Linked DNA regions of Arabidopsis thaliana: region 1 is linked to region 2. The links are chromatin contacts, called in public capture Hi-C maps. All regions are on one chromosome and are shown on one strand. The core of a region is the stretch at or near the end of the contact, and the rest is flanking DNA. Distances in the headings are between cores, read along the strand shown.

Region 1 (4,808 bases), core at 378-2,877, 120 kb after region 2:
GCTACAACGGCAGTGATGGCTGAGCTACGGTATGGTGCGACTGATTTAAGAAAAAATGGTTGAGTTATGAGAAAACGGCTGACTTATAGTACAACTCTCTCTCGAGTCATGGCTGACTTAATGAAATTTTTCTGAGTTATGAAATAATTCAGCTTACGTTATGACTGACTTAATGAGATTTGCTGAGTTATGAGAATTTGAGCATAACCCAACCTAAGTTACGGCAGAGTTTTTACCCTATGGTTGATTGGTCAAAATTTTGGCTAAGTTATTCCCTCGACACAGCTGAGTCAACTTTTTATGGCTGGCTGAGTTATCAAAGACGATTTAGATGTGGGATATCGTTACGGCTAATTTATGTTCGAGTGTCATAAATCAGCCGTTATGAGCTGAATTAACGGATAACTCAGCCTAGTTACGACTGACTTAATAGTGAAAGATTAATTATTATAATATCATGCAATTACGGCCGACATATAAAACGAAACGACTGAGTTAAAAAATTTCTGTTGAGTTACGACATTAAACGGCTAAATTAACTTGCCGTGTTTTTGTTTTTTTAATTACTGTAGCTTTGACATTAAACGACATGTTGCGACTGACTTATAGCTTTGTTTGATGGCTGATTTATTTATGCAAGTTCGTTTGGTGGCTTACTTGCCACTTCATCAATTAAAAAATAACGTCGGATGCAACATTTTATGTCATCATCATCAAAGAAAATACGAAACGCCTTTTTTAATTCGTCTTCTTAACTTGAGTTTTTCACATTACCGGAACTTCTAATTCGTCATCGTCTTCCTCATTCTTCTTCATTTTCTTTCATCTTTCTCCTAATATGATTGATTCGATTACGGTAATTGTTGGTAATGAAGTAAAGAATTTGTATTTAACACTAACAATAAAGAGTGTAGAGTTATGCAAATAGATGCGAAAACAACGCACAACAAGCTTGTGAAGTTGGTACTCGATGACTATAGATTGAATGAGTTGAGCCATCAGTTAAAGTTGAGCTAGATGTTCTTGAACAAGGCTATGAACAATATGTCTAATCGTAACAGCTAAGTCGTAATAAGTAGATTTACTCGATCTTTCGTTTTCCGTGAACCATTATAACTCAGCCGTGGCATGTAAATTTGTTGCAAAACAATAATAGAGAGGAAAACCAAAAAGTTCTTCTTAATAACGTTAATGACGTGGCTTTTTTTTTTAATGACATAGATTAATATAATTTCCTTAATTATTTTTAATTAAAAAAATAATAAAAAAATCTTAATTAAAAAAAATCTAACTAAAAGTATTAATTATAATTACACAATAACACAAAACATATAAGTAATTGTAAAAAATATATAATATTCTAACAATATTCCAATATTTTTACAAGAGAGATTTTTATCTTTTATCATTCTCTTTTACTTTTTTTCTAAAATATAATTTTCTAATTATGTACCGTTCTTATTACCGTTGTCTAAAATTTTGATTTTTTTAATTCCGGTTTTTAAAATTGTGAATTTTTTTTTGTTTTATTGATATGTCGGTGCTATAATAGTTCTATGACGTGGCCACAAAAGAGACACACTCGTAAGACATGTGTTCAAATCTTGTCCTCATGCAAGGATCATATGAGCCGAAATATTCTCTTATACTCGAAAACCCAATCTTCACATTCTCGTACAATCATCATCTACACCCAAAAAGAAAAAGGAAAAAAAAATCAATGGCTGAGGAGTTTCATCTTCCTCTAAACCTCACCGAACCAGACCAAACTCCGACCGAAGAAGATTTCGAAGCAGACACTACATTAATTGACGACGAATACCTCCGTTACCTCCACTACTTGGATTCACGGAGCAATCATGGAGTCAACACGTTTGGATCTTACGATGAAATCTTTGGTCTAGTTCTCGGTAATTCATCCTCTTGTACGCGGTGGCTTAACGCAGGGGAGGAACTTCCGGTGGTGGAGTTTACGGCTGAGGAAATGATGGAGAGAGGTTTAGTGGTTTGTGCTATATGTAGAGAGGAGCTTGCTGCTAATGAGAGGCTCTCAGAGCTTCCTTGTCGGCATTATTACCATAAAGAGTGTATCTCGAATTGGTTGAGTAATCGGAACACTTGTCCGCTTTGTCGTCATAACGTGGAATTACCCAACCACGGTTGAGATTGTGCATGTAGTATTTTCTTATTGTTCCGACCAAACTGTATCCGGAGCCTAAGAGTTTTATTTTTGGTAAATATTATTGTTAATTAGTAACTACTGTATCTAGGTTTTGTTTTCTTGAATATGTGTATAGGTTCCTTGTCAATTATAGTCTATCTTTTGCATAGGTTTCTTCAATCTATATGTCACCACTATTAGATTACTCAATTCTTATATTGTCTTAATTAAGTCAGACTATTATTGCTTTTCCTTATGTCTTATGTTTCTTTGTTCAACAAAGAGTCGCAACTCGCAACTAATTCCCAACTCAACCAATCACAATAACTTGGATAGGGCTGGAGTTTTTCTGTACAGCTGAAAGAGATTAATGGTGTTGGGCTTTGTACTTGATGTCCGTCCGGCTCGGATAATGCCCATTATCGATTTCAGAGGAAAGGTCATCAAGCCCAATGCCCAATTTTATTTAACAAATTTGAATCCTTCTCAACTTGTTCTTGTTATTTCTCATCTTGAGTTTGTTATCAATTCAACCTTTAGTACAACAACGTTAATAAATAGAAGAAGGAAATTTCCGATCTTTTTCCCGTTGGATTTAGTTTCTATAAAGAAGTTTTGGGCAATTTATAAAAGAAATAATTCCTAAGATTGAAAACATTTGTATGTTTATTCCTAGAATAGAACACATCTTTTTTTTATTATTTAGATGTTTTCAGTAATTGTGTAATTATAATTAATACCCCTAATTAGTTTTAATTAATTATTATTATTTAATTCGTTTTTAACTAAAAATTAAATGAAAAAACAGTGATTATACATGTCATTACCATAATCCACGTCATTAATCATCTCCAAACCGCATAACGTTCGGGTTTCTTTTTCTTGGCGTTACTGTTCATCATCTCCCAAAAAAAAAAAAACTGTCGCTTTCTTCCTCTTTCTCTCTCGACGGAACGAAATCGTTCTCTTTCGCCGTTTTGCTATTTTCTCGTCTGTTCCGGCCGAAATTCAGACGCCGGAGTCGCATTTCCGTAAGTGCGAAGGCACATCCGACATCTAAGTTCCGGTGAGTATGTTTCTATTAAGTAAGACTCAGACATCTAAGTTCAATCGCAAGTGATTCCCGTCACTAAAATCGTTTTCCGATGCGTAACGATGGTTTTTAAAGCTGGGTTTTAACGTCGTCGTTGATTGACATATGGTGGCTGATTTCTTAGATCTATTTGATTTGACGGCTGAGTTACTGTTTGTTTTCCGACTGATTTATGATTTATCAATTCATCCGTGTCTGAGTTTGTTTTATGTTGTGACTGAGTTATGGTTTAACCTTACATCGATGACTGAGTTTCTTTTATATGACGGCTGAGTTTGTTTATGTTATGGCTGAGTTTCTGTTTTGATATAGCTGAGTCTGGTTTATGTTTTAACTGAGTTGTTGTTATGTTATGGTTTGACTGAGTTTCTGTTAAGATATGGCTGAGTTAGATTTATCTTATGGCTGAGTTATGTTATGTGTGGCTGAGATTGGTTTATGTTATGACACAGTTATGTTATCTATGCCTGAGTTAGATTTATGTTTTGCCTGAGTTATGGTATCTGTGGATGAGTTTGTTTTATGTTATGGCTGAGTTATGGAATGCTTACGGCTGATTTATGGTTATATAAATGTCTGAAGACCAAGCAAGGGAGTACCCTCCAAGACTTTACCAAGAGGAGGATTCTAATCTGGAGGGTAAAGGCATTAATCACAACATAAAGCTGGGAGAGTTCCCTGCAATTAGAGAATCAATAGGAAAAGATATATGGGCAGAACTGAAAGAGACAGAGCCTGGATTAATTGCTAAGCTTGTTGATAGTCATTTTCTATGGTCTGGTAAGACCGTACATTATCTACTATGCAGACAGCTGAGAATACTGAAGAAGGAGCTTTGGTGTATCCTGGCTGGTAAACCCATCCGGTTTGGATTGAACGAATTTCATCATATCATGGGTTTAAATATAGATCAACTGCCTACAGAAAAGTTTGGGCCTGAAGCTGACTACAAAGTGTTCTTCAGGGAATTGCGTGTGCCAACCGGTGAAGGTCCTAATCTAGATGAACTTAGGCAGGGCTTAGTAATGTGCAGAGCTTGGCCTCATGAAAAGCGTAGATGGTTTGGCTTATTGACTCTTCTATCCATTGGACTTTTTGGCTTGCATACTAACTCTAGGATACCATTTGAGAGTGCCAAAAGAGTTTTCGATGACGAAGCCATGAAGACTTATCCATGGGGTCGGGAAGCATTTGAAGCCCTTGTCGTTTCTATAAAGTTGTTGAGGCATATTGGCAAGACGTACACCATCAGTGGTCTGGTTTTCGTGTTGCAGGCTTGGGCGTATGATTCAATCATCACCATCGCCGAGCGTTTTGGGAACGTTGTTAAAGCGGATGAGATTCCGTTGCTTAGATGGGGTGGCAGCCGTACCCGTGCAACTATAGAATCGGCCATTGCTGAAGATATCAAAGCGAATGATGGTGAGGTACGGTTTCGGCTCTGTTATGTTCTGTTTTTTATCAAATATTTATGTTACGGCTGAGTTAATGTTTTGTTTTTTTGTCAAGTATGTTATGTGAAGGCTGAGTTATTTTCTGTGAAGGCTGAGTTAT
Region 2 (4,822 bases), core at 998-3,497:
GCATCCCAAATGCTTGGGATGAAGTTTGCACCCAAGAAGATTACAGAGATGAGACCGGCAGTGAGGCAACCGAACCTCACATTTGAGGTAGATAATGATCGAGCGGAAGGGAACAAGAGCCCGTCAATGTTAATCCGAAGAGGGTAGAAAACAATCGGGAACACGAGCATCAAATGAAGCGCGTAGCTAACTCGAACCGCATCATTAAGGATAGAACCAAAAGGGATTCCAAGATCAGTGTCAAAGTTTGCAAGGACATCATCAAGAGTATCATCACCAAACAAGAGGAACCCGAAAATACTTGTCATTATGTAAACAGATGAGCAGAGCATAAGTGCTGATCGAACAACAGGTCTTATCTGAGAGGGGTCTTCGAGCTCGTTCTGTATACTGTGAACTGCAACAAGTCAAACAAAACCAAGAACCATGAGATTATTTTCCATTTTTTAAAGCTATGCTTCCAAATTAAGAACTAAGCACATACATACCATTGTAATGGCAAATGAATGCTGTGACAAGAACAGGTACGACTGTGAAGAGATTCCAGAAAGATGTTAAGTCAGTAACATCTGGTAACAATCTTGGCATCGCCACACCGCCACTGATCAACTTCATAATTGAAATTCCCGCAGTAATAATGAGAAACACAACCGCCAGAGCCACGGATAAGGCCGATGTAAATTTCAAAGAATCTGCAAAGAACAGCATAATCATATATTCAGTACCAAACATAGAAATATCTACGACAAGGAACGAATCAGACACTAACCGATTCGCTTGAAGCAAGCCAATGGAGCAAACACACCAAGAGTAGTAATCAGAAGAATAGCAGCTCTTCCATTCCACCAATGGTGACCAAACCATCCTTCGAGAACACCGAAATGATGGATACCATCTTCCGTCTTTCCAGCCAACACATCACCTTCAAACACAAACACAAGATTCAACAACACAGTGGCAACATAATATCGAAAAACTCGAAAGACGAGGATAACATAACAATACCTATAATGATCATGTATACAATCAAAACACCGATGTTATTAACTAAAACCGCGACTTGAAGCAAAATCCTTCCAGGATTACCAAAAGAACCACCCATTAAACCACCGTAAGATCGATTCTTCCCAGCTTTACTAAACCTAAGCAAGAACTCAATCGACGCATCAGTCAAGAAAGCCATAACAACAATCATCGTGATTCCAAGTCCAAGTCCAAGAATCTTCATTGTAGCAGGCAAAGCCATGATACCAGCACCAATTATAGTCGTGGCGAGGTTAAAAACCGCGCCACTAAAAGAAGCTCCATTGAATTCATCATGAGCAACTTCATCTCCATGACACTCTGGTAATAACGGAGCAGCGATATCATTAGAGCAAGTAGAACTGTTCCTCCTTGGAATTGGAGCAACATCTCCAACAACTGTCATCTTTGAAATTGCAAGCTGTCAAAATTCATTTAGAGAACAAAAATAACATAAGACATCGTACAAAAATAAATCTTTATACGTATTATTGAAGCAACGAACCTTAAAAGAGACGAACTTTGATTCAACTGATTAGACAAGTAGGAATCGAAAAACCTAAAATTGATTCAAGCCCAGTTGATTTTGATCGAAAGTTGACCCAGAAATTGGATTCTGATGAAATTGATTAAAAAACGAAATTTTACTGTTTGAAAAAAAGACTTTGAACTTTGATTCAAAAATTACAAGATTATACACAAGTAGGAATCAAAAAGCTCTAAAATTGATCCAAACCCAATTGATTTTATTACAAAAACCAATTTTATTACAACCTTAAAAAGAGACAAAACTTGGATTCAAGTGATTAAGACAAGTAGGAATCAAAAGATCTAAAATTGATTCAAAACCAATTGATTTTGATCGAAATTGGTTTGACCCAGAAAATGGATTCTGATTGAAGAAATGAAATTTGACTGTTTTGATTCAGAACTTACACGATTAGACAAGTAGGAATCAAAAGACCTAAAATTGATCGAAACCCAGATTTTGGTAGGAGAAAATGGTTTGGTGCTAGAATCAGACACCAAGGTAGAAGAATTAGGAAAATATTTATGAAAGAGTGGAGAGATTAGAGAGAAGATTTTTAATCTTCTAAAGAAGAAATTTGAGGAGAAATGATTTTGGAGATGAAGGGAAATTATAGGCCTCACGATTTTGGTTTTGCTGACGATGGAAATTGTGATTGTGTACGACACTATAATCTTTTAAAAATGGATTTTGTTTGTTTATTGGATAATGAGGTACGTGTGTATCCAGGAAAGGTGAATTAAATGAGATTAGATTAAATTAAATTGTCAAATTTACTGTATTATGTTGACTATTTATTTGATCTTAGGTGGTGCTGATTGGATTTTGGAGAAAATCGACGCAGTGTTTAGGATTTTCTGAATTGTATATAATATGCTTGAAAGTTTATAAAATAGAAGAGAATTATGGTCTCAAAAAGATACTATATATAAAGGTAAAAACATTATGTAATTGGTTTAACTAAACATATGATATTTTATTTTATTTTGTATGTTATGTAGTATTGGTAAATTTACTTATGTTGCATGATTAACAGTTTTCTAATTCTGGTTTCTTAAAAAACGTAAATTGTAAAAGGAAAAAATATAGTTTGATACGCGAACTTATAAAAACTGGTTATTTAGTACGTGAATTTCGTATATTGTAATTTAATATAAGTATAATTCATTGACCACTCATTTATATTACGTAAAAATCGTTGACCAAGTTAAAATTTATACGATGTTATTTGGTGTTAACAGACATGATAACAACCGTTAACTAGTTTTTGTTAGTTTTCAATACAATGTTGTTTCACCACAATCGAAATGGGAAAAAATGTCGTTTGATTGTTCAACTTTTAAATTGTAGATATTTTATACATCAAATTCACATGTGATCATTTTATACATGAACTAAACGTTGATCAGCCATTTTAAATATAAGAATATGTGACCAGACTAAAAAGACATATCACTGTCTAGGCCTAGATATTCAGATTTCGGTTTGGATTTTGTTCGGATTTAATCGGATTCAGATAATTCATGTAGGAGAGTGTATTATCCATTTGGATTTTATAACTATTCAGTTTTGATAGGTGTTAGATTTGGATCCAAAACTGATATGAATCTAACATCTATCTGAAGTGAATAGTTATAAAATCCTAACATATAATAAACTCTCCTATCTGAATTAACTGAATTAGAATAAATCCAAACCGAATCTGACCCAAATCTTAATGTTTAGGCTTAGATAGTGGTATATCTTTTTGGCATGGTCAACACATTCTCATGTCTTAAACGGCTTGTCAACATTTAGTTCATGTATAAAATTGTCACATGTGAAGTTAGTGTATAAAACTGCCATGTTTTAAAAGTTAGTGTATTAAATGACGTTTTTCCCGTTTCGATTATGGTAAAACGACGTCAGTATTGGGTACTAACGGAGATTAGTTAACGACTGTTATCAGAATTTGTTAATGTTAGATAACGTCGTGTAGATTTTGGTCTGGTCAATGATTTTTATATGTATTAAATGGCCGGTCAACAATTTTTACATGTATTAAATGGCCGGTCAACAATTTTTACATGTATTAAATGGGCATATTTGAAGTTAACGTATTAAATGACCACCTTTTAAAAGTTTGCGTATTAAACAACATCTTCCCCAATTGTAAAAGTGAAAAGATAACTTTTTATCATTTAAAATTCCGCCAAAAGCAAGATCCAATCTGTTGAGCGGTCATAGAGTACCTAGCAAATCCAATTTTAATGCACTGAACTATGCATTGTTGCCTACGAAAGTTGAGTAACAGATTATAGGGAGATTTGTCGGTGAGACCTATATCCTAGGCTAATTTGTTTATTTGCCTTTCGTAGTTATGAACTAGAACGAAAATATAGAAACTTAAATAGATCTAAACCTTAGTTAGTCGAGAACCATGATACCCGGAGAAACCCTAAAACACCCAACGCCTTAGTCTCATACTTTACAACTGATATCCATTCTGCTTTCATACCTTTACTTTGGTTTCATTCATAGTTTTCATTTTCTTTCATTGCATTAGTTATAGGAAACACAAAACCAAAACCTCCAAGTTTAGTTTTGTGTTAGATAGATCTTCTTCTCTGAATTCAATACTCTGTAGCTACACTCTATGTGGGATCAATCCTAAAATACTATTACTGATTACTGTGCACTTGCAGTTAAGGTGTGGTTTTTAGGTAAAATTTTTGAAGTAAAAACCATGACGCATCACTACACTTAACTCTATATGGGATTTCTGGTTTTAAAATTGAAATAATTTGAAAATCATGTTCATCGCCATCTTCGTCTTTAGCTTTTGAAGCAGTCTTCTCAAGCAAACCTTTTCTTTTATCACCTGATTTATAGGCAATTCAAGTAAGGCGAATCATAGGTTCTTTTTGTTGAATAGTTATGCCATGGAACATAGCACACTCTGATTGTTTCTTTTTCTATATTGATTACTTGTTTTGGGATTGTTGCGTCTATCGCAAGTTCCTCATCAAATGCAAAATCATGTCATTCAGTTTTGTGTTATCCTCAAAAGAGACTCTAACATAGTAACATTGTTTGTTGAAACAAAGTGCAACCAATGCTTCTCTCTCCTCTGCGGTTGAATCTCACGTGCTGTTATTTTCTTAATCACATTGACGCAGAAGTTCACCTCTTCGATGAAAATTTATACGTCGTGATTAGAGATGTTAATGATGGGTTAAAATCCACTGGGTACCCAAAACCCATATAAAATTTTAAGCCCATAGATCTACT

Evidence for each region. Capture Hi-C pulls out chosen DNA fragments and counts their contacts.
Region 1: a capture Hi-C map of seedling shows a contact between it and region 2, with 4 times the contacts expected there.

The regions. Positions count from the first base shown.
Region 1 is chr3:12,102,713-12,107,520 of TAIR10.1, forward strand. AT3G30460 (RING/U-box superfamily protein) reads left to right here and starts at 1,628. Exons shown (of 1, transcript NM_001339052.1): 1 at 1,628-2,399. The coding sequence starts at 1,721. The coding sequence ends at 2,164. It also overlaps the pseudogene AT3G30465.
Region 2 is chr3:11,977,399-11,982,220 of TAIR10.1, forward strand. It overlaps AT3G30390 (Transmembrane amino acid transporter family protein), which reads right to left and starts at 2,248. Exons shown (of 6, transcript NM_113938.3): 1 at 1,960-2,248; 2 at 1,006-1,444; 3 at 770-922; 4 at 489-692; 5 at 1-397. The coding sequence starts at 1,429.